Regions from separate parts of the Columba livia genome. Here region 1 is linked to region 2. A link is a contact called in public Hi-C data. All regions are on one chromosome and are shown on one strand. Each heading gives the region's core, a stretch centred on a gene start, on an enhancer-like site or on the middle of the called end of the contact. The rest is flanking DNA. Distances are from core to core; before and after follow the strand shown. Region 1 has its middle 70 kb from the start of HABP2. Region 2 has its middle 23 kb from the start of HABP2.

Region 1 (5,988 bases), core at 1,208-3,707, 46 kb after region 2:
CATGAACATTTTCTTACGCTGGTTGGCTGTTCTCCTGGACTAAAACTGACAACAGTGGATAACAGAAACATCTTAACTTCCCCAAAAGTGGATTTATGATGGTACCAAAGCCAAGAGTTCAGCCCAGATGAAGGCGCCACGTAGCCCTCCAGGAATGTGGTGAGCTCTGCTAGGTAAAATACCTGTGGCTTAGTTCGTCCATCCATTTTTCAGGCTTAATCTTAAGTTACAACAAGCTGCTCCCCTTGGGTTATTCCACTTACACCATTTTCTTTCTCCTGGGAAGAGTGCAAGAAAAAATACCTGATGAATAACACTGGAAATTAAATGCCTGTCACTCATCTTTTTGCAATAGTGTTCTGACGTCATGTCTTCCACTCTGGACAAGATCTGACAACGGCGAGAAAATAGTAGGCAAAATATTTTCATATGCTGGCACTTTCTAGGGATGACAGTTGCTTATCAAGTATGTAAGCAAATAGCTCACAAAAGGAGGTTTGCACAGAAAGGCGAGTGAGAACCTTCTGCTTAAAGCCCAGCATCAGGAATTTGTATTATCAGATCAGTACTTTTAAACTGATGAACTGCAGACTTTTAGGAGAACATGGACCACTCCTAAGAGGTTGGTTTTTGTAATAAAATTTTTTTTTTTCCCTGCCTGCAGAAATCACCTCACTTCAGTAAGCAATGCTTGTGCTACCAGCATCTCACCAGGTTTGCTGAAATGACGTGGACCAAATTCCAACCAAACCGAACAAATCACACTAAAGATTCCCTTATTTTGGGAAGTTTAAAGGCACAAACTGCAATAATCCAGTTTGTAGTCCAGTGCCGGGCTGCTTCAGTGGCATAGCTGAGGAAACGTGAGTGGGAAGAAGAGAAATGGTGCCACAAAAAGAAACAGAGTAGTTGTGGTGGGATAGCTGGAAACACTCTCTGTTGGTCAGGATTCTGTTTGAGACCTAAAAAGCCTAAGCCAGTCACTGGCTTCACTTTGGGCACCCCTGACTTGGGGAGCACTTGGGAAATGCAGGTACAATGCTGAATCATGGGATGATTTTAGAATGACCTCTGAAAGCCCCCGAACCAATGACAAGATCTGGCATTGCCGTGGGTGGTCAGAAGGATGTTGTACCAGGCAGGAGGGGAAAATACAGGGGCTGAGTGAGGCACGAACCTTTCTCGCTCCTCACCCCACTCCCGGGTACTGTGGGCCCACATTAGGCAAAAGCCTCAGTTCTTTGACACCTCTCCGCTTCACTGGGGGTTGAAGGCCATGTACAATTCCAGATCAAGAGTAATAGGGGGCAGCACAGCCTTTGAAGACCCTTCTATAATACTTGGCCTCTCTCCAAGGTTTTATTACTATTTATTACCTCATTATGTTATTACAGGTATTTAATGGTATTATTTTTGCACTATAGCTGTATGTCAGACCTCTGTCATGAACCAGGACCCTACAGTATTAGATGCTGTACAGCTCCACAGGAAAAGAAAGCAGCACTTGTCCCCAAAGCTCACAGCCTAACTATAGTACAGCGTCGTGGCCTTTTCCCTTCATTCAGAGCCCTGTTTTTATCCTCCTGGATCCAGCTTGTAAATTCATGTGCAAGGACTGGGTTTTTCTTGTAAGAACTCATGTACCACCAGTGCAGATGGGGAATGACTTCTTCGGTATTACCAGTGTGCTGACTGCAATGCCCAGTGGAGCACAGCCACATCCACACGCAGCAGAGCAGGACCTCTGAAATCAATAGGTATTTTTCACTGGCTTGGGTCAGGCTCGGGATAAGATGGTTCAGGGAAATTTCAGATGCCTGGTGCTGGGGGAGACAGCAGAGAGTTAAGGATGCTGCTGCTTCCCGAAGGCTGTGAGTAAATGGATTCCTTTCCAGCTGGAGGCTCTTATAAATGTCCTTCAGTCCAAAGAACCAGATATGTTTAAATTACAGCAATGTATGTGTCACAGCATGTAAGAACCTAATCGGATCATATGGAAATAACTATTCTTGGAACACCCAGGTCTCCTGACATCACTTCCTTCAGAAATAGATCCGATTACTTCCACTGAGAGACCAAAAAATGGGCGGGGGGGTGGAGAGGAAAAGAAAAGCCCTTTCAGTGGAAGGTCAGAAAACTCTGCAGGTGGAGAGCCCTATCTTCTTTTTTTTAATTATTTTTCAGACTTGTTTCAATTCTTCAGCATAGAGGAAGGAAGGATGGTCTGGTGGATAAAGGCAGAGATGCTGTTGAGAGTTCAGAGAGTTGGCCCCCATTCCAGCTCTGCTGCAGACATCCTGTGCAACCCTGAACAAGTCATCACCTTCCCATGCCCTTCCTCCTCCTCTCTAAAACAGGGGTAAAACCGTGTTTGCTTGCCATTCTGTGAAGGACACACGGTTTAAGGGCTTCTGTCTCCCAAAGTTTGGAAAGGTCTTGCAGAGAGGGGAGTGAAAAGCAGGAGTATCCACAGCCCTGTGAGGGGAGCAGAGCTGTCCCACCCAGCTGAGGAGCTGAGCTCTTTCTTTCAGCCCAGCACCCCGAGGCTCAGCCTGTGCTGTGGGTGCTTGCAAGCAGAGGAGACTTTGGTTTTGGTAGTTGTGTTTAGCAAGATAAAAGATGGATTAAGACAAAATACATACAGCAAAAACTGTACGCCTGAGCAGCATCGGGGCACAAAACTTTCTGAACAAGACAGGATCCTGTGTACCTCTCCACAAAGTAAATACTACCACATGTGCATTAAAAGGCTCCTATTATTTACAGAGTGCTGACATGAAACCCCCTGAAAGAGTTAGTATTTTGTTAGGTAAACGTTTTTCCCTCTGAGCGTTTTCCTCTTCTCCCTCTCCCCTCCCCCCTGTCCAATAGCTTACAGATGTTAGAACAATAAATTGAATGAATAGTTTCCCACACTGGAATGCCTGCATGCTGAAGAATGCAGAAATGATTTCTGGCCAGTTTCTGACACTGATCTACAACTACACTGCGTATATTCTGTTGCTCTTGTATCAAGCCTTGAGCTGCTCCCTGCCAAGAATTAAGTGCTTGTTCCATAAACCTGGTGTAGATTATCACTTAGCTGTATAGATGTATCTAATAGAATTAAATAGTTTGGCTCCTGACCAGTAACAGATGTGCTACATATAATGTAATAATAATGAGACTGAAAGCACCATGTTATGCCAAGGGAACATTGTGAGATAGCTCACATTTCTTCTGTTGCCCAGTCAAAGCTCTGTGAAAAGTAAATCGAAAGTCCCATGTTTATATGAACAAAACAAGCTTTGGCTTTCCTTCTTTTTTCATTTTAATCTTACAATGGGTTTGCTATCCAGCCTGTGCACAAAGGCGAGCGTGGGGTCAGCTTTCTTTTCTATGGAGTGATGGATTTGCTTTACCATAGTTTTATTTTTCACTGAAGTTCTCCTGTAACTTAAATGGTTCTAATGGAATAATGTTGAACCAAGTCATAACTATCTGCTTGGGACATCTGAGCCCATGTAACTTGACCCACTGGGGGCAGAATGGGTTGGGTAGGAGGAAAAAGAGCTCAGTTGTACACATTAGTTGATCTTTTATTTCCAAAAATAAAACTAAAAAGAAATCAATGTCAGGACATAATGCTGCGATGAACTATGTATTTCCTAAAAGGCACCCAAGTCCTCTTGATTTCTGTTGCAATGGAGGTCCTCAGTCCTCCAGCAAGGAGGCTCTTTCTATCTTCTGCAGGGCAGGGAAGAACCCCCCTGAGCACAGGCTGGGTCTTGCCAGCAGCTACAGCAGGGACAGGGACACAGGCACCTTCCCGCATCACTGCTGCCTTGCTTCGGGTCATGGCAGAGGCTCAAAGCCGAGGGGCAGCACTGGTGGTGGGGACTTGACCTGCCCATCAGCTGAACTGAACCTGCGTTATCCACCACAGCTTTTGATCAGCCCCACAGCCACCCAGCATCAGGGCTGGGGGACAAACCGCTTTGCCTGAAATCAGGACAGCTGGTGGGTGCAGGATATGTCTGAGAAGTGCAGAAAAGGCATCCAAACAGGCTATTATTGGATGCTGGTGATCTGGCTGCGTTGTTTCTGTTCTTCAAGTGTGGGCACAGTTAATGAGAAAGTTGTGAAGGGAAGCGAATTCCCCGAGTACCTGACTGTCTCAGCCTTTCTTGACCCGTGTCGGTCTGGGTACAGACGGAGTACAGCACAGAGACTGCACTGCACGGGCAGTCCAGGTTACAGATGAATATCAGGGCTCCAAGATGTTATTGTTAGATCTATCAGCTGTCTTTGATGCCCTGAGGTATTGTTGAGTTGCTTTTGATCCTCGGCAAGAATAGATGGGACTGTGTTCTGCTCACTTTTCCCTTGGCTTTCAGAGAGATCTCAGAAGGTAATTTTGGATAACTGCCCTAATTTATTGACCTTCAGGGAATGCTACCTGATGTTTCATCAGCGATGTACAAAAATCAGGGGGGTTGATTAATGAATTGATACATTTTTTGTAATTAATTTGGACAGACAGAGCTATTATTAGCATTGGACAAGTACCTCTGAATGTATTCTGCGACCGTCCATTCAAATATAACATGGAAAGGCCAGACTGTCATAGTGATATTGAGACAAAACCAGTCTCTCTAGCTCCAGTGGGAAGACCACATAGAAGTGTTAAGAGGGCTGGTGCAGTAACAGAGTTAGTCCTTGTGGAGAAGTTGAGTTGGTGCTCGCTTGGAGCTTGGATTCGAGACCTGAAGATAATCCACTCTGAAGGACAGATGTAACTCTTTCTCTCTGCTTTCCCCTTTTGAAGGGAAATGCTCTAGAAATAGAAACATGAATATGACCATTATTTTAAAAAACGACTATGGAAAATTCATGCAAAACTGGATCCCCAGAGTTATGACTGACAGCAACGCTGGGGCCAGGGCAATGCGACCCCGCCATGTGCCTGATTAAAGTGAATCAGCCCTCCTTGAATTTCCAGGATCAAGTGGCTGTAACACGTTGTACAGACCAAGAACTGATATCCTGTCATGAGAAATTTTGGACCAAGCAACAGACTCAAACTCTGCTTATAGGTAGTTCTGAGGCACAAGAAGCAGCTAAATTTGGCAAATAAATTATTCACCCCACTCTATTCAAAGCAAAAGAAAGGGCTAGAAAATAGCCATCTGGGAAGCCAGGAAAAGCTCAAGACAATTATCCTCCTTACTGTACATCATCCATGCAGTAACACTCAGGGACAATGTGACAATTGATTAAAACTAATTGGAGGTTAAATTAAATGATAATTAGCATTAATCAATAGCGGTGTTGGCATGCCAGCATATCCCTCCTTTAGGCAATTTACCTCCAATCCCCAACGCACCAATAAGGCTGGTGATCTGCGAGCCCAGCATGCGCTCCTGCCATCAGTAAAGAAGCAAGTCCCAGCAGCATTGACCTGGAGGGTTGGAGGAAAGAGAGCATTTCAATGAGAGACAGACTCGCCATCAGGAGAGATGGCTGCTACACTACTCCTGCAGCTAATTGCAGCCAACATCAAAGACTAGGGTGCCCTCAAATGATGGAGGCTGGTAACGACAACTCAATGCCCGCCTGCTTTCAAACAGCAGATCACAGGCAGCCTTGCCTTAGCGTATTATTCTGCTTTTGTTAAGGACACTCGTTTCTCTTCTTCTGTCCTTTTTCTTTTTTTGGTGGTATATTATTGTGTGGCCAGTGCACAAGGAATAGCCATGATTGTACAGTCCCTGCTAAGGCAGTATTGCCTCTTCACAAGGGGATGTTTTAGTTGGAAGGTTGGGAAGGAAGAGTTTGCTCCAAGGGTGTCATGTGCAGACACTCAAGTTTGTGAGATTTCTCTTCTGAGTCCTAATTTGTGATTGTGTTTAAGGGGAGATGAAGTGCCACTTTGTCATTCACCCAGAGCCCGGGTTCTGCTGGAATAAGTAACATGCAGTCACTTTTTATGAGCACTTGAACAGTGTG
Region 2 (5,872 bases), core at 1,677-4,176:
CCTCTCACACCAGCTCCGAGCACTGCACTTTGTGAGACACTGCTTCATTTGGGAGGAAAGGAAGGGGCAGACAGGAGCAGCTGGTGAATAAAAATGTTAGAGGAACAAAACTGTCAGGAAAGATATTTTAAATGGCTTGTACCTGTAGATCACAGGGGAAGTCTGAAATGCACAATTAGGCATTGAAGTGGCCATGATACAGCCTGTAACCCCTGACTGTTACAGAAACCCCACGCAGGCAGGCACCGCTCGGTGCAGCATCCTTTGATGCCCAGGTTCAGGACAAGAGCGTGAGTCATTGCACGGCGAGAGGCCAGACAGACCAGAGCCGGTCCAGAAACGGGGTCAACAACAAGTACCCCCTGCAGACAGTGGTGACAGCCAGCTCATCCTCCCCGACGTGGGTGGCCCTGGCCCCACAGGGTTGTGACCCAGGGCATGGGGACCCATGTGGGACGATGGCTGATCCATACCAGCCCACATGGCCCCACGGAGATGCTGGCAATGCCCACGCAGGGCTGTTGCAGGGAGTTGATGCGACCCAGCCCTGCCAAAAGCACAGGGAGGGGATGTGGGGGGCTGGGGTTCCCACTCGGGGGTGCTGTGTGGGGACAACCCTGGGTGGCAGTGTCCCTGCGTGGTGCTGCGTGTCCCCCGTGTCCCTGCGACGTGCGAGCCACGAGAGGGCACTGAAACATAACCGAAGTGCTGGACCACGCTCGGGCTCCTGCACCAAAGGGGTCTTGTCTGATGCCGCTGCCTTCCCCGTAATTATATCTTTAGATAAAATTCCAGAACAAAGGACTGACACAAGGATATATTCATTGCTGTGTGTTTCAACTGTCCATTATGAGGTCTGAAACAAAACCAGGGTTCATAAATACCCTACAATGAAATGCATCATGCATCGGGAGCTCACACCCTGAAATACGGATTTCTGTTGTAGTTGTTTGTCAGGCTAAAACAATAATTGTATTGAAATGCATTTCTAATTAAACTGTTCGCTGTGCTCTGGGAATCTGCACTAGCATTTATGTAGTGTCCATCATTGCTGGATCAGTGTGTTTTATCTGCGCAATCAGCTAAGCTTAGTATATTTTAATTGAAATTCTTTCAGTCTTTCAGCTATTACTTCCCCCTTCAGATTATCATTCATAATATAGCTGCATTTCATGCTTATCCTATACTGAGTGATTACAAGAATTATTCTGCCATTATTTTTAGTTCTTCCTTCCCCCCTCACTTTCACAATCTCTTTTACTATAAACTCTTACTGTTATGAGGGAATTTGGTGCAAATCATTTCACACTTCTTTTTTTTAAATCTACAAACCAGATGTAAGATGACCCAGCATTAAAAACATGCAGCACTGAAAGGCTGCCATTCTTCAGAACTGAAAATATGCCACTAAGATAATATGAAATATTTTCAAATGCAACTGGAATATGTAAAATATAAGCACTGAAATAATTTTAATAAAACATTCTTAAAATTTCCAGGAGACAACCTCATCAAAAAAGGAATGTAAGAAGAACCTGTTACTGTCTTTTTTACACAACATATTTTTTTTTACTTCATGCAAATTAAGTTTTTTAAAATTTTTGTTGTAATATTTTTAGCTTATCTTGCTAGAAAAAAACAGGAAAAAGAAAACAGGAAATTCACCAATTTTTTGCAATAATGGAAAAGGCTAAAATCAAAATTATTTGAAGAAGAGAGGTTTTGATTCATGTTTATCCAATAATTCCAATATATTAACTTAGTTCAAAAATAAGTTCTGCAGATAGTTAAATAAATTAATACTCTCTTAGTAGTACATTTTTATTGAAGCCCCTGGAAATGTATTTCATTGTCTCTCATCTCACTGGTACAGCACTATTTACAGTTTAAGTGTAGCAGCGTTAGTGGTAAAACAGCCTGATCCCGAACAGCCGGCATTCCTAACCACTGTCAGAAACAAAAGAGGCAGGATGCAGAAGGAAGCTCGGAGGAAGGAACAGCATCAGAGTTTGTTTTTACTTCAGTGGGAAGCGTCACATAAGTAAGAACCATTTCTGTGAATAAGGTTTCACAGGACCACAGTCCACATCCGATGCTGGCAAGTGAGAGGACTTAACCTAATATGCTATTTCCACATCTAACTACCGTAAGCCTAAGTAACATCCACCATGTGTAGCCTGGACAAGGCATATATTTCAGCTTCGGAGGGCTAAATGCTTCCCAATTGTAACAGCATCATTCTGATATCCCACATGGACCCGCAGCTTCCGATAGCATCTGTGAGGGCCCTGGGAGCAAAGCTGTTCTGAATAACCCACGGACACACACTCAGCAGGGTTGCAGAGGATTTTGCCGTTTGCTCATCAAACCTTTAGACCTCATGAGTTTTTATACATCTGAGTCCAGATCACTTATGTGAATGTGTGTCTGCCAGCACAGCAGTGGAAAAAAAACCCTTCTATAGGAATCTGTATTGCCTGGTCATGTTTCTCTCAGAAAAAAATAGGTTTTGTCCCAGCTTGTGCTGTATTTCAGAAAGCACACACTAAGGCAAAAACCCATCAGAGACACCTCTTTGCGGTTTCAGTGTGAGCTGTGGAATTTTTTTTGTTCTTCCAAACAGCTGATTTGCATCCATAGCATATTACTAAATATAGAAGAAATATACAAACACACAGGGAAAGTTCTGCATATATTGGAGCAGTACATATTCTATATGATTGTCTTATATATCTGTAGATGTATGCATGCACAGAAATTCTGCCTACTGCAGAGTGGGAACAAAACACTGAAAATGCACCCTTAGTTTGATCTGGTAAATTCCTGGTTACATTGATTAAGGAGAGTAGACATTTGTCTGGCTCCCAGGCAGATGACCAGTCTGTAGTATACTCTGTATTTTCCAGCTTGAAATCTCCCATGGCCCATAAAAAGCTTTGTGAGATAGCACAGTTAACTACAAGAAATACTTGCAATGCAGGTAGAGCTGATGTCTTGAATGATTTCTCCCCCCTCTTACTACCAGCAAAGCAAACCTGACATCAGCACACCCATCCACACACACTTCTGTTTTGCACCCCTGGGAAACACATCGAGTGATATTCTGCCTGCCGGGAGCAAACAGCAGCCCAGCAGCACTCGAGACTCAGTCTCCTTCAGGGAAGGGGGGAAGAAAAGGGAAAAAAAACCTAAAAATTCAAATTCTTTGGGAAGATTCAACTTTCTCCCCCACTTTCTCTTTTCTCTCCTCTTTTAAATGTCAGACTCCTACACAGTTCCTTTGAAAGTTCGAACAGTTAGTTAGCTCAGTCTGGAAGCAAAACAAACCACAACACATTTCACCTTTTGCAGAACTTTGCAAGAGACAGCATGCATTTCAGAGTGGTGACTATTCAGCGTTCAGCTCTCTGGGGCTGGGGTGTAGACCTAAAATTCAAAACATTTTTCGTACATCTGTGTTGAATCAGGGCTTATTTTTGATTAAGGTGGCTGAATTCTGAATATTAAATTCTTTTTTAAATTGATCACTGTTGTATTTAGGGACATCAGATGGAAGTGGATGGTTCTGCTGTAGCATTGCTCACTCTGCTTAGGATCCAAGTTAATTGGGTTGGAAGGTTTCTGATTTTTCCTTCAGCTGTGTTTTGCTTGAGGTGCAGCCTGTGACCACACAGCCCAGACTCCGACCTACTCCTGGCATTTTCTTTCTCTGAGTGCACTGCGAGATGCTCAGGCTGCACTTTCCCTTGTCTTGGTGCTCAATGAGAGGTTCATCTCCACCTCTCCCTGCTCAGGGAAGGCTGGGTGCTGGAGCATCCAAGGCTGATGGTACATGGAGCACAGCTGAGATAAGGCTTCCCAGGTAGTGAAGTACTATGGAAGAACCCTGAGCTTTGGAGCTGAGTTGTTTCTGCCTCCAGCTTACCATGAGACCCCAATCAGAGCCGCAATCTCACCATGTAAGCACTGGGAAGAGTGAGGGATGCAGTGCTATCACCCCATCACTCATTGTCAGAGGTCTGTAAGCAGCCAAACCCACCCAAACACAATATAAAGAAAAGGAGACAGAGGATAAAAACAGGTCTGAGTTCTAAGTGAAGATCTAGGTTTATGCTGTACTCAGGAATCAGAAAGATAATGTCTGGGCAGCAGGTCGGGGAGCAGGCTTACGTGGTCCACACTGGCAAAGGAGAGGGCAGCAGCACTGTGTGCCCAGTGCAGCTAGTGGAGTGCACAGGGCAGAAGAAGGTTCTGCCTCCCAAATCAAGTGAAAGCCCTCCACTTGGGAGTAACTGAAGAGGGATTGACATTGACAGTGGTTTGGATTTTCCAAGACCTGTTGTTGAACAACTGCTGCTATGGCAGCTGCCTACTGAAACCAGGATGGGGGGGACAAAAATGCCTCTGCCCTTCTGTCCCAGCTTCACAGTCAAAGTCAGTTTGTGCCTAGAGTTTACGGTACAAATTTAGGTGCAATGAACAGCAGGAGGTTGCTGTGCCAATGTTAATTGTGCTCCTATCAAGTTTCTACAGCTAAGCTTATGGTGAGGAAGGTAAGGTCATAGGTAAAGGCTGGCAGCAGGCAGGCAGCATGCTGGGGAGCAAAGCTACTTTCTGACAGAACCACTTGGGTTGCCTGGCATGGTGGGAAGGTGGGAAGTGAGTGACAGTGATGCACATCACATCTGTACAACATCAGTAGTCACAATATACTACAAGTCACCTCTGGCAGCACTGCTTGCCTGGAGATGGTGGCTGAATCCACCTCCCCAGTATTTTCAGACTGTTCCATGTCTGGTGTTCATATGTGCTGAGATAAGAATTACTTTTTTTTTTTTTTTTAAGGAATACATCATAAGCCTAAACAACCTAGAAAATATAGTGATTTATCTATCTGCAGTCACTGGATTTGCCCACCCCATGTCAAACTTTGTTACTCCTCATCATCATCCATCATGCAAATGGAATGGCCAAGGACACCCTCTTCTTAGGCCTCAAGCCTAATTCTGTGGCAGTGTAATGTTTCACCTTAACTCTTTGCTCTCCAGATAGAATCCCCTCACCTCTGAATTAAAGAGATGACAGAACACTAAAAAAAAGGGTCCTTCTATAACAACTGTGCCTTCAGAATAAGTGGTTTCTTCTTTGCAATATTAGTAAGACAGAAGCACTCTCGCCACCAAGCTCAACCCTGTGTACAGTTTGTGTGTAACCTTTTAAACAGCTTTTGCTGTAAAACACAAGTCTCTGTTTGCTGTAACAGCAGCATTTCATTCCTCATAGTAGAATAAAGGAGTTTGCTGAAAGAGAAAGGGCATTGCAAGTTCCCGCTTTGTGCTCTGAATTCTTTTCCAGCATCTTCCTTTTAATAGATCGCAAAAGGGGGGAGAGAAGAAAAAAAACACATTAAAAAAAGAAGTGTTTTAGAGTGTATTCCCAAGAAATATCACACACTGAATTGAAACACCTTATCTACAAGGAGGTCCTGGTGGCAAGTGCAGAAGCAACACAAGAAAAAAAATCAATACAGCCTGCAGAGATTAAAAACATACTGGAAAAACATAAGAAAAATGCAACAATTAATGCCAGTTGTACATATAATATGTGAAAACAAAGCAGAGAGGCATTAGTGTCTACACACAGATCTATTGGATAGGTAACGCTTTTATCTCAACTTGAAAATGGAAGCTTTATTAGACTGCTTCCCATCAGGAGGCATCATACCAAGAAGAGTGTAAAGCTCTAACTAGCTAAAAGCCTCTTTCCCCCACACTTTCCAGCCCAATCACTTTGCATACGGGTGAAGTTCACAAATGGCTCAACCTCAGACTGGTGTCAAACACTGGTTCAGATTTACCAGCTTGGCTGAAAT

The links. Hi-C and Micro-C count contacts between places; a contact is called where the count stands out from the background.
Region 1: a contact with region 2 is called in a Hi-C map of liver, with 2.4 times the contacts expected there. The contact joins two enhancer-like sites.

What each region holds. Positions count from the first base shown.
Region 1 is chr6:9,594,709-9,600,696 of bColLiv1.pat.W.v2, forward strand. No RefSeq gene overlaps it. Among named protein-coding and RNA genes, the nearest start is that of HABP2, 70 kb to the left of the region's middle. Within about 2 kb of position 2,458, at least 2 of the 3 cell types and tissues checked have an H3K27ac peak away from gene starts, as active enhancers do.
Region 2 is chr6:9,548,210-9,554,081 of bColLiv1.pat.W.v2, forward strand. No RefSeq gene overlaps it. Among named protein-coding and RNA genes, the nearest start is that of HABP2, 23 kb to the left of the region's middle. Within about 2 kb of position 2,927, at least 2 of the 3 cell types and tissues checked have an H3K27ac peak away from gene starts, as active enhancers do.